2 separate regions of the Drosophila melanogaster genome follow, and region 1 is linked to region 2. A link is a contact called in public Hi-C data. All regions are on one chromosome and are shown on one strand. Each heading gives the region's core, a stretch centred on a gene start, on an enhancer-like site or on the middle of the called end of the contact. The rest is flanking DNA. Distances are from core to core; before and after follow the strand shown.

The links. A called contact is a pair of places that touch in the nucleus more often than the background predicts.
Region 1: a contact with region 2 is called in a Hi-C map of the OSC cell line, with 2.8 times the contacts expected there. The contact joins two enhancer-like sites. A contact is called at or near these places in 18 of 107 Hi-C or Micro-C datasets (the D17-c3 cell line, the OSC cell line, the PNm cell line and 7 more) and 1 of 6 datasets of contacts at active chromatin or transcription factors (the Kc167 cell line).

The regions. Positions count from the first base shown.
Region 1 is chr2L:17,968,812-17,974,921 of dm6, forward strand. btv (beethoven) reads right to left here. Exons shown (of 25, transcript NM_001042904.4): 14 at 2,727-2,852; 15 at 2,531-2,665; 16 at 1,546-2,473; 17 at 1,354-1,470; 18 at 1,025-1,138; 19 at 863-965; 20 at 1-361. It overlaps CG5674, which reads left to right. Exons shown (of 2, transcript NM_165233.3): 2 at 3,452-6,057. The coding sequence ends at 4,582. Among named protein-coding and RNA genes, the nearest start is that of CG5674, 8.5 kb to the left of the region's middle. Within about 2 kb of position 3,085, at least 2 of the 39 cell types and tissues checked have an H3K27ac peak or open chromatin away from gene starts, as enhancers often do. A contact at or near this core is called in the OSC cell line, where this site is marked.
Region 2 is chr2L:17,711,039-17,717,791 of dm6, forward strand. CadN (Cadherin-N) reads right to left here. Exons shown (of 24, transcript NM_165227.3): 10 at 3,268-3,458; 11 at 182-371. Among named protein-coding and RNA genes, the nearest start is that of CG43231, 9.7 kb to the left of the region's middle. Within about 2 kb of position 4,988, at least 35 of the 39 cell types and tissues checked have an H3K27ac peak or open chromatin away from gene starts, as enhancers often do. A contact at or near this core is called in the OSC cell line, where this site is marked.

The DNA of each region.
Region 1 (6,110 bases), core at 1,835-4,334, 260 kb after region 2:
AGCTCTAGGATCTCACTTCCTTCGAGTAGAGCTTCGATGGGTTTCAATATATCGGGAACATAACTTAGCCAACATTGCTCTATCAGCAGATAACTCATTTGCTGCTCCAGGGCAGCCGTCTGCATTGCCACTTTAAGGTCATTGTAGAAGTCGGTGAGATCGTAGGACGGTCCTCCTTGCAGAGTAACCACCTTGGCCTCCTGAAAAGTTGCGGCTGTGAATATGGCATCCAGATGACGTCCACCAGATTGCCCCAAAATGAGCATGTGGGCATCGGTTCGTGATAGAACCCGTGTTATTCGAGCTACGTGACTTAAAAGTTCCTCCGTAATGGGTGCCGTGATGCTGTAGTTTTCGGTATCTAACGGAGTTAAAACACAATGGTTTTCTGTAGCTCAGCCATTCATAATGCAATTTTAGTTAGAAGCTTTAATATTTAACAGAACAAATGTTGTATTTCTAAGCTCTCTTATTAGACATACTTGACGTTGAATTGCTGCTAAATTACTTTTTGTATAGAACTGATTCTCAGACGAATTGCGATGATTCTGTACTTTCAGTGGATGACCCCTGAGGAGGAGGCGCGTCAAAAGTTCATCATGAGGGAGCGGGACCGCGAGCGGAAACGGATCAAGCGCATGAATCCCGAGTACAGGCAGATGGAACGAGAGCGGGATCGGTTCCGCAAGCTGACACCCAGGCCCAGTGTAGTTATCCCCGATTAACCCAAACTATCACCCATTTCCTCCTCTTGTCTTGAAACCGTGGAATTACCAGCAGGCAACTCCAACTGATGCGTGAGCAGAACTTAGGCTAACAATCTCTAGATAACAAGCAAGGATATCAAATAATTTGTACTCACTGCAAATAGTAACCTGCCGTTGAACCTCTTCCATCCATTCGTCATGGGTTAGACAGTGTAGATGACCCCGCGACTTTGGAGATTTAGGCACGAAAAAGACCTTCTGAATGAATTCAGTGAATTAGCTTGATTTTCATTTGGCGAAATCCAACTGTGACTTACCTCCTTGCCATAGTATTTGCGCATCGTTTGCTTAAGTATGCCCTCGAATTGCTGGACATGCTCTTCGCTAATCAATCTGTCGCGAAACATGCCTAATAGCTCGCAGTACAGAGCCTGAAAGCGGACAGAAGTTTTCAATCTCATTAGCCTTAAACTGAGAAAAATGTTTTATGTGAAGAAATGTTCGGACTATAAATGTTCTAGTTTAAGTTTGATAGATACAAGTAGTAAGATTTCAGATTTAAAAGCCTTAATCAACTTCTAGGAGTTTACAAAATAATGTATTTTAATGAATTAGTTTTTTCTGTTTTTCTCACTACAAAACATACCTCATTAAAATCACTGGCAGGATAAAAGACAAGGGCATCCAGCAGCTTCATGATGCATTTGGGGCTGAACTGGTAGTGTGCCTGTCTGCCTCCCACGTTGGTGAACGTCGCTTGCAGCTAAAAGAGGGCAAAGTCAATTAGCAGGTCCTGCGATGATGAATTCCCAAATGGATAGAAAGTGGGGGTGCAAACCTTCTCAAAGCAGTCCATTAGACTCTCGCTGACGTGCTGCAAATTGACCCCGGACCTTCCTCGATTTTCCGATCCCCTGAAGTGCTCTTCCAAAAGAGGTTCCAATCGCCGCTGGACGATTTCTAGCATGTCCTGGCTGGTGGGTCGGGAAACTCGCACAAACTGATTGATGGCAAAGTAGCGCGGTGCGATTTTGCCGGTGTTTCCGCCAATAGAGGCGCATAATTGCAGACCGCTTACACCAATCCATTCAAGGTTTTCGGCGTAAAAGCCTCCTCGTTGAGCTAGTTGGAATAGCAGTTCCACAACTTCGCAAGCTCCCCAGGAATCCTGCTGGCAGAGGTCCAAGTTCTTCATGAAGAGCACCAGTCTCGCTTGCTTTGGTCGGTACTCTCTTCCCTTGATTCCACTCACTGTGACGCAGTGCGTCTTCAATGTGTGCAAAATATACCTAGGAGTCAGTTGAGTAGAGCAATTGATGGTGGCCAACTGATAGCCAGAGTTCTCCAGCACGGCTCTTTGAAGGAGCAGGGTTTTGCCCGACCCACTTGGACCAATGAGCATAAAGGGCGGTAATCGAGTGCCCTGAGTTTTCAGCAGGGTTTCTAAAATGTCCAAATAGGATTTCATGTACGATGTTATTATTAGCTGCGATCCTTTTTCTGGTGTCTCTATTGCATCCACCGCATATTGCTCTAACGAATTTCTGCTGCTTTCATAGTGAGTCAATTCAGCGTAGTTAGGATTGGCCACATAAAGATTCGCGTGTTTTAGAATCAGTTGGGCAAACTCCCGCTGTCGATCGTTGGGCATGTAACCGAAAAGTGCTCGAAGAGTGGCTGCTCCATATTCCTCTAAAGACTGAGTACCATGAAGTTGAAGTAGCAGGGAGCGCAGAAGGTGGGCCCGATTTATACCAGGCAGATGACTGCAGAAAATGCTAATTTGTAACTCAAGAATTTTTAATATGAACTGAGCAACTCACGTCAATAAAAGTTGGCTTTCGATCCAGTTCACAGCATATTGGAAGTTGCCGTCCACGTAACTTTGCAATAGGTCGCCATAGGGTTCTTTTGACAGCTCATGTTTAAGAATCCCATCAGCCGGATAGTAGTCGTAACTATCATATATCGGCAAAGAAATTACAAACAGTTCTTCATAAGTTAAAAATCAAAACCCACCTCATATTGACAATACCCATTCTTGAAATCGTTGCTGGTGACGCATGCCTCACATCATCTGTTTCGAAAATAAAGTTAACATTGCTCCCGAACTGAATCCTCCAACCCGATGGCAAAGTTAGTAGCCTGCGGGACAAAAATTTTAATTCAAGAAGTTAGTTTCATGTGGATTGCCCTGGTTTCAAGACAAAATGAGAGGAGATCATACTATCGCATAAGACCACGCTTAGCCACACAAGAACACTGCCCGAGATTCAGATTCAGACTCAGATCGAGACACGACCCCTTCTGCTGACTGCCGTTTGCCAACCAACCACTCTCTCTGTAATTTCAGCTGATGACCCCCGAGGAGGAGGCCCGCCACAAGTTCATCATGCGGGAGCGGGATCGCGAGAGGAAGCGGATCAAGCGCCTCAATCCCGAGTACCGGCGAATGGAACGCGAGCGCGATCGATTCCGCAAGAAGGCACGACGTGCTAACGTAGCATTTTTCCAATATTCTATATTATCTATAAACATAATCCCACACTCGAACACTCGATTCACACGACACACACACACACACTCACATGGCTTGAGAGATTAGGGGGTAGGGGCTTAGAAGATCCCAGGACCGTTGACACTTCTTGAACCCTCCAAACCAGACAAACTCCCACAGTTTCTGTGACCTAAAACACTATGCTTTAATATGTTTTCCCCCATTCTGTTTCTGTATGCGCCTACAGTTGACCCCCGATGAGGAGCTGCGACTGAAAATGATCCAAAGGGAGCGGGATCGAGAAAGGAAACGAATCAAGCGAATGAATCCGGAGTACAGAAGGCTGGAGCAGGAACGTGACAGGGATAGGAAAAAGGCTCGTAGGGCCAACGAGGCCTTCAGGCAGCTGGAAAAGCTAAGGGATAAGATCCGAAAGGATCGAAAGAAGGGCTTGCTTGTCACGGATCCGACGCAGCTGCCGCCGGAATTCGCAGCCATGATACCGCCAGTGCCTGTGGTTAAGCCCGAAGTAGGTGTGTCACCAGCCCCGCCCCCAGGCCAGCAGCAACCCACGCCACAGCTGCAGCAACAGCAGCAGCAACAGTTGCAGCAACACCAGCAGGTGCCACAGCAACAGCAGCAGCATCAGCAGCCTCCGCCCACGCATCTGCAGGAGCAGCAGTTGAGTCACCAGCTCGCGCATCAGCGGAACCGAATGATGTCTAGCCAACTCACCCAACTGGCCACGCCCCCCGCCCATGCCTCGCACCTACAGCAGCTGAATAAGTTGCAGCAACTCTACCCGCCACGCAGCTTTGGCCACCCCGCTTTACCTATCGCTGGTGTGACGCTGATGCCGCAGCTTTGTCATCCCATCCTGCATCAGAACCTCAGCGCTACTCTGTATGCAGGTCCACCGAATGGCATCAAGCAGGAGTATGGACAGGATATCTCCGCCTCGGCTATGGCTGCTGCGCAGGCGGCGGCACTGGCCTCGCTGAGGAATCCGCAACAGCAGCAGCAACAGGATGATTCAGAAATGGTCATTAGTCTCGAACCGGAGATAGTTCTCCAGACAGGTCCCGATGTAAATCCCGCCCAGCCACCTCCGCAGCAACAGCATCTTTTCAGCGCCCATCAGCACCAGCAGCAGCAACAGCAGCAGCAGCAGCAGCAACATCATCTGCAGCAGCAACAGCACTGCAACATGTTCCAGCATATGGCCCCTCAGGCGCACATGCAACACATGCGCTCACTGCCGCCTCCGCCGCCGCCCCCCTCGCTGACCTTGCCACCCCTGCCGCCCCCGCCACCTACAACTCACCAGCAACAACAGCAACCTGCGCCGCCACAGCAACTGCAACATGCTCCGCAGTGAGCGATTCTCGCCTGTAGTTCTAAGCTCAACCCTCTAGCCAGCTAAACGCATCCGAAAGTTTGAGGGCACACACACCTGGAGTTGTGATCGAATTAGCTATGTGATTTACAATTCCATTTGCCTAAATGTATTACGTTGCCATAATTGCTCGAGTACGAAATGGTATTTGTAATTACAAATCTAACAAGCATTCAAGCAGAGAGCTATGTGGTGCTGAAAATGCAATAGAAACTATTCTTATTATACCCGTTACTCGTAGAGTAAAAAGGTATACTAGAATCGTTTAAAAGTATGTAACAGGCGTTTTCGACCATATAAAGTATATATATTATTGATCAGGATCAATTGCCGAGTTATCTGACCATGTCCGTCTGTCCGCATTAACGTCGAGATCTGAGGAACTATAAAAGCTAAAAAGTTGAGATTCAGCACACACATTCTAGGGATATTTTTGGATATTTTTCCATAATTTTTCATTAGTCTTGTAAATGTCTATCGATTTGACAAAAAACCTTTTTCCCACGCCCACTCTAACGGCGCCGAACCTTTCACGCCCACACTTTTAAACAATTTGTAATTTTTTTCTCATTTTATCCCTCCCAATACCTAACGATATCCTAGAAAAATTATATTTCGCGTTCGCATTCACACTAGCTGAGTAATGGGTATCTGATAGTCGGGAAACTCGACTATTTCATTCTCTCTTGTTTTTTTTTTAAGAAATTTTTACTTCCAAAGTGAAACTTGTTAGGTTATTTTTTAGTGTAGAAAGGGAATTATTTTTCTCAAAACAATTCAGTTTTATCAATAGGACACAGCAAATCTTCCCTACTTTTTGTTCGAATTATATGCAAAAACAATTGCCATTTTAAATCCTATTTACATTGTCGTCAAAAATAGTTTATTTTGTATCTTTGGACTAAAAACACATTGTGATAAAATGCACCATGAGCTTTAGAGCAGGTGCCAAAACATAAAATTTTCCTGTAATTCCTCATTCATTTTAGGTTGGTAGATTATTGGTTTTCCTACAACGACTCTTATTCCTATTTTGTCACAACTCCAATAGATGTGTGCCAAGACCTCATACGCACACACTCGCACTGAAACACACCCATGTTTATTTTAAAGTATGTTAAGTAGACGCCATTTTAAAAATGCCGATACGTATTATGTTGCGTTACGCAATCCGCATTACGTTTCTTAAGTGCTTAAGGGCTTCCCCGTCATAACTTTTTATGTCGTCATCGTTTCAAGCATTTCTCTGTTTTTTAGATATGTACGTATATTGTTTAGCTAAGTGATAGGAGACACAATACTTGCAAGTTTAGGATGATACGATCTACAATACGAATTAACGATAACTGTATACCTATATGATATAATGATATAGTATGGCCAGCCGCAAAATAATTATTACGAATTTATGCGCAGAAAAGAGCAAAATATAAACAGCAAGCGATTGCTGAAAATGGAATTCAGTTGTTTATGAAGTGACTTCATGGATATAGGATATTTTTCAAGTCTA
Region 2 (6,753 bases), core at 3,738-6,237:
TTACAAACGTATTTGGAAGTCATTCTCAAATACAAAAGTCAAATACATGTCTAATTGGGCCTAAGACCGACTCGAAAACTTTCGACTGCCGACTGAAAATTGTGCAAACATTTACCAACTTTAAATTGAATTTCCTTGGGGTTTCTGCTTCTTTGCAAATTTTGCATGTGGACAAACTTACCTCAACACGTATGGTTAAATTGTATTCCTTGATACTCTCGTAGTCCAGCGGATGATTTACTTTTATATCGGCCCAAGTGTCGCCATTGTCCGGTCTTTGTTGCAAGTAAAACGTGTGAAACTTGTTCGTTTGAGCCGTTGACCCGGGCATCAGTCGATAAAAAACTGTGGGATTGCCTTCGATACCCGAACTGCAGACGTTGAGGCCAAGGATCAAGTGTAAAGTGTTTATTGCATTAGTAAAAGGGCATTGACAATATCGTAAGTACGTTGTTAGATACTTGCTACATGAAATTATGTTTATACTACAAATTAAATGGTTAATATATATTAAGTTTATCAAAAATCAATTGGTTAAATGTTGAAAAGAGCAAGAGAAGGACTTGGAATTGAAAAAATACCCTCCTTTCTCTTGCTCTCAAAAATACATTCATACATTCATACACTCAAAAAATTGCCGCTGTTTGAGGCACATGCGACATTGCAAAATACAAAAAGATGACGCATGAATGCAACTTTTGCTCTTAACTATGTGCAGTAAAAATTTGCGTTGTGTGCATTAAAAAATCGTACACAACAGAATTTCTTGAAGCGTCTTTTGTGCGATTGATAAGGTGAAAACCGAAAAAAACGAACCGAATCTTAAGCAAATGGCCTCAAAAGTCTAATTGCCATTTGACTGTTTTAGGAATGGGTTCGGCATTTGATAATGAAAATCAAATTAGGCGCAAAAAAGAGCAAAGTATATACGCAATGTGTATATGAAAAAAATATATATTTTATTTGAACATGGACAACATTTGCAGCTGACAGGAAAAAAGCCTTAAGAACGGGTCTTAAGAATAAATGAAAACTGTCAGGACTGCGCAAAATGTTGCCAAGGACAAAAAAACGACACAAAAATTATTGTTGCGAACAAAAAAATTCATGGCGGAATGGTGGGTGGGAAAATGGTTGGGAAGTTTGTGGATTGCATGAAATTTTCTTGGAGGTTTCGTATTGTTTTGTAGTTGTTCTGTGATTGGATGGTGTGAATCGATTTTAATTTTATTAATTGTGTTGGTAAACCCAAAATAAAGAAAGTGTTTCAAAATGATGTACTTATTTGCTTCTGTACACTGAGCACATAACGTAAATGTTGTAGGTTGTTTGCAGTTTGCTTAAAGCCTAAACTAGTTCCTATTGGCTTAAAAGAAGTATGTTAAATGATAGGATTATAATCAACATTTCTATCTAAGAGATCTCTATAGATATATATGCGTCTTATGCCCTCGACCTTGTTGCGTTTGTTCCTTGAGCCCTTAAGGACTCGCGGCGCCCAAGAACAAGCACAATTATGATGATATACGCGCACACTGGGGAGTCCTTCAACCAGCCCTCCCCCAAACACTTAAACCCTCTCCTAATGGGGCCCAATGTATATATACATATTGTTAACAAATTTCTGTGCTGGGACATGACCAGATAATTGCGAAGAAGAAAACTCAGGATGAGAATGCTTTTTATTCGAAATTTAAACACATAAAGAACAGAGGCGAGAACAGAAAACAGAAAGCAGAACCCAAGCACGTTTAATAGATTGTAATTTCCTTAATATTGCGCTGCGAACAGAAATGAGGTGTACTTAAGGGCACTAAACTAACGCTAAACAGCAGATACAGATACAGATTCAGAATCAGGCTCAGGTGTGTGCAGGTGCGTATGTGCAGTGTTTTCACTTTACTGTACTATACTCTATTTACGTTTGTTTTTATTTGTTTTCATTTGTTTTTATTTTTAACGTGTCCTTTCGGCTTAAGTGCATTTGCTTTCAGTGCGGCAAGATAGACGGAAAAGTGCATGGTAAAAAATGGGATTGGATAATATAAAAACTGACTCGGACTGACGCATAATTAAAATGCCAGTGCCATGTGGCTGGTTTGCCACGAAGATAAAACGGTGCCCGCGGAGATGCAAAGCAGAAAAGTAGTGTCGCGGGGGTCAAAAGTCATTAAAGTCCGTTGCTTGAAGTTTTTTAATTGCAATTATAAAAAACAAAACTTTGTTTAAAATAAACTTTCCATTTTTTCACAACCTCATTTTACTCTTCAGCAGGCGACTTGTGTATTTTATTTTTTGCCCCCCGGCTTCCACTAAGTGGCAGGTAATTGAAACTGACCCAGCTCATCATGCGGCAAAGGTTGGCGACAAAGCCGACTTGTGTGCCATTCGAAGTTTATGCAGCACTTTCATCTGGTCAAGAAGAAAAAAGTCTCATTTTTTCACAGAGCAAAGGTTTAAGAGTTTCATACCCAGGACCAGATTTTTTTAGGAAAAGGTTTCATACAAATTTTTCATATAAAAACATTAGAAAATGTATCTTCTATGTTTTTTACAAAACGTTAATGCTATTTTTCCTAGGTCCTAAACTAAGATTACCCTTTGAAAAATATGAAATTGGGTATTTTCGGTGAAAGCTGTGTATGATTCAGAAAACTTTTCCAAGACATAAAAAATTCATACTTTAGTATAAGTGCAGTGCCATATTTTAAACAGTATTTTTTTATTTTTTCTGGGGGCTTAATATACCTGCTTCTCACTACATTTTTAGTGTAATAAAAATTAATTCTTCTTAAAAAATTGTTTATATATAATTAAAAATATATATATGTGCTTTTTAATATACATGTGTGACTTGTGCAGTTTTGGCATATATTTGGTGTATATTTCACTGGTGCAGTTTGAGTGCTTTATATAAATGATGGGGCTCTATGGGAAGAGATGATATTGGGGAGGGAAACTAGTTGGACGACCACATAAAATAACTATAGACCAAAAGAAGGTGTTAATGAGTTTTGTTATTCAAAAACACTTTCTTGAGGTCAATTCAATAGCTAATAAACATCTATAGCAAACATTCAGAACACACAGAAATTATTGCAAGACATGACACCAATAACCAATAATATATGACAAAAAAAAAAAAAAACATCTAGAATCATGGTAAGAAAAAAATGCAGTTCTTAAAATTGAACTAAGCAAAATTGAATGTATTTTGATTTGATTTTTTTTTTAAGATAAACTTTTTTGCACGAAAAATGAACAGACCTGGCTTTGATCGAGACGACTTTGCCGCCAACGGGCATATTTTCCTTGACATAAATGGGCCCATAGACAGTATGATCCCAGACGGGCGGATTATTTGCACGATCGACCACATCGATTTGTACTTCGACAGTACGCGATAATGGCGGATAGCCCTTGTCTTGGGCCATGGCCTCTAACTTGTATGTCTCGCGCTGTATTTTATATACATTTCACGATCAATATTATCAAAAATCGTTTGGGTTTGTTATCAAAATCAAGCAAGGCGATGCAAAAATGACAGTCGCGTCGATATTGGTTGGTAAATACGACATTTGTTCAGGAAAAAGGCAAAAAACAAAATGATATAATATAGTTGGAACCTTTTATGTAAAGAAGTTCTAAAAATGATGTAGTTATAATAGTAGATTTTTGGTTAAAACTCAAAAATAAATTGTAAACCAACACCGCAATTAAATAAGTTATAAATTAATCGAAAAACGGGAAAGGAAAACATTTTAAGATTACGGTCTTTATAAAAAGTATTTCAAATGCAGTGCAGAATATTTTGTAAAGTCTCGACCCTAGCCTTCGAAAAAAAATGTTTAATTATTTAAATAAATATTTATAGCTTTAAAATGAAAATGTCAACTAAATATTTAATATAAGAAACTGATATTGGGTTTTGTGCATTTAATAAGTACAATTTTCATAGCATACTTTACACAGTTTGCTGCGGTTTTTATTCTTTTCGCTTTCGACTATTGCTTTTTAACATTTTTGAACACTTTGTGTAGTTACCTTGCTCCACTAGCTTACGACTAAACTGCAACCTTGTTTTGCTTATGATATATGGCGCATGTCTAAGCAGGGTATTTTCCAAATGAAAACCAACACCAAAAATTTCATTACGATTCTCACAATTCCAGGCATTAATTCATGTAGGGGTTTTGAGTCTTTTTAGGGAAATCACAGATCCAATGGGTGATGTGTTTTGTTTAGTATATAGAGAAAGAAATAAGACTCGGCAAAATCCAAAAAGATTCTGAGGAGCAACCATATTTAAAAAACGAATTGCTCGATTCAAAATCAAATACACACCAGCAACAAAAGATTGAAGGATTTTGAATTTTTGCACTTCCATTTTCGATTCGGTTTCACAGATTGGTCAGGACTTTTGGTTGCTGCATTCGGTGAGAGCTTTACGATATGCCAAAAAAAAAGGGATTTGCATTCCAAAGCTCACGTAACAGTGAATAGACCGTATGTTCAAAATACTTGAAAGCTTAATGCTAGGTTTAGGTTAGCCGATTGTTATTCCGCTGGTTCAAAAAAATGTTATCTAGACTATGTTAAAGGAGACCGACAGCTGTTAGACTCGCAAGTTAGGTTTAGTTTTAGTTTTAATGTTAGGTTGTGAGTTCTCATTGGCTATACAAACCTTGCCTTAACCGATGTTACAACCGTACCCACAGTGACATTCTCGCGTATGTGAATCGGCCCGTAAATGCTCTTATCCCAAATGGGTGGCTTATTATTCCGATCGACGACATCTAACTCAACATCGACATCGGCTGCCGAGGCGGGAGTGCCCTTATCGGAGGCACTAACCCTCAATCGATAACGGTCACGCTGTTGAATGATTTGATTGAGTGGGTGAATTTTGATTGAAGCAGTACAGAACAGTTAGGGCGAAAATGTTAGCGTCAACAGCACAACGGGAGTTAACATTGCAAGGAGTAGTCGAGAACCGAACCCAAAGTGTTAGCACTGGTTACGTTTTGGTTTGTGTACTGAGTTTACGTTACGATTACGTATTTGATGGCATCGTTGTTCAAATCGAAGGTGTTACAGAAATCTCTTAGGTTTGAAGGATCCGCCTTAACTAATGACCAATATAATCCTATTATCTGAATATATTGATGCTTGTAATTGCTTTCTACTTGTTGTGGAATAATAAATCACAATAATTTTACTGTATAATTTTAGAGAGCATTGAATGGCTTCAAAACCGAAGGATTTCTTTGGCACCTCCAACTGTTTAAATTAAATCCAATGATTTTAGAAGTATAAGAAAAATTAACACAAGATATAAATAAAATATATATGCGATTTGTAACATTTGGGATGGGAAAGGATACGTTTATAAGTAATAATAGTGTTTCAAGGATCGGTGGATCGGTTCACATAAATGGGTGGATTCTTTTGACGAGACTATTATTTGCATTATTCTGAGTTACCCTACGATGAAATGAGTCCTAAATTCACAACTATTTACATTTAATAAAATGCAACCTGTTCCTCGAGTTAGTTTCGATTTTTTATGTTAGCTTACAGTTTTGGTTTTTTAACTGCTTAAAGGGGTTAGCACAGTAACAGTAATTGCATTTACTTACTGGATAACAACCCTAAATTGTTGATATATTTTTTCAGTACCATTATATTGGATATGTAAAGATAAATTAAAATATAAACTATTAAAATGCCTAAATCGTATTCCCTCTCAAATGGTTAGTTAACAAATAAAAAGCAAATAAAAATGTAAAGTGCATTTAAAATAAGAATATAAAAGTAAATGTTTCCTATCAAAATCCTGTACAAATTAGGCCACATTTCGCATGGGCATGCAAAACTAAATGTTCTTCAAAAATCCATTTAAACATTGGTTTCAAAAATATAATAGCTATAGCATAAATACTTAAGCTTTCAGCAAGAGACGTTCAAAAAATTGCATAGTCTCGACAAAAAGTTTTTTTTATTTTGCTTTGGGATTTGTTGGGAAGATATTTGGGTATAAAATAAAGAGAGGCAATACAAAATTATGCTGTTTTGAAAGTTCAACTAAATTCAAAATATTTAATGGATAAAACCATTAAAATAGGTTCCAACGATGCTCAAAAATATTCGTGATCGTTTCGGGGTATGCGCTTTTATTATATACATTTTTCTTAAACCTATAAACCTGTCACCAAAAATAGCTGAACTGTTATAAGCATTTTCATACCAACTTCTCTCCCTTAGTTTTTTTTTTCTTGTTTTGTGTTAGTTTTGATTTGTTTCAAAAAATGTTAAAAATCAATTCGCTCTTTGGCATCTGCACTCGGTAAGCTTTTGTTTTTCGCCAATTTTACGCACTATAAACTAAACAAAACAATTTGAATAAACTAAAAATATTATTTTGTATTTTATTTTTATAGACGCAGATCTCCATCGATGTGGCAAAAAACTTGCATCGCTGCATATCAGGCTCTATTGTACCTACGACTTTTTGCGGTCTTGTAAGTTATTGAAATACAAATTAAAAGAAAGGTGCAGTTTGAAAAGAAATCAAAAGCAAAAAGATAACATATACAGATATAGATACAAGCCGCTTGAGCTGTCTGAACTTGGTAGATGCTAAGCATCTGTCACTGAATAAGTTAGTAAAACAAAAAGTTTCGTTTTTTGAAAATAAGAACTTTAAATTAAAATAATAAGACTTGGTTAGTAGGGACATGGCAAACTCATAAT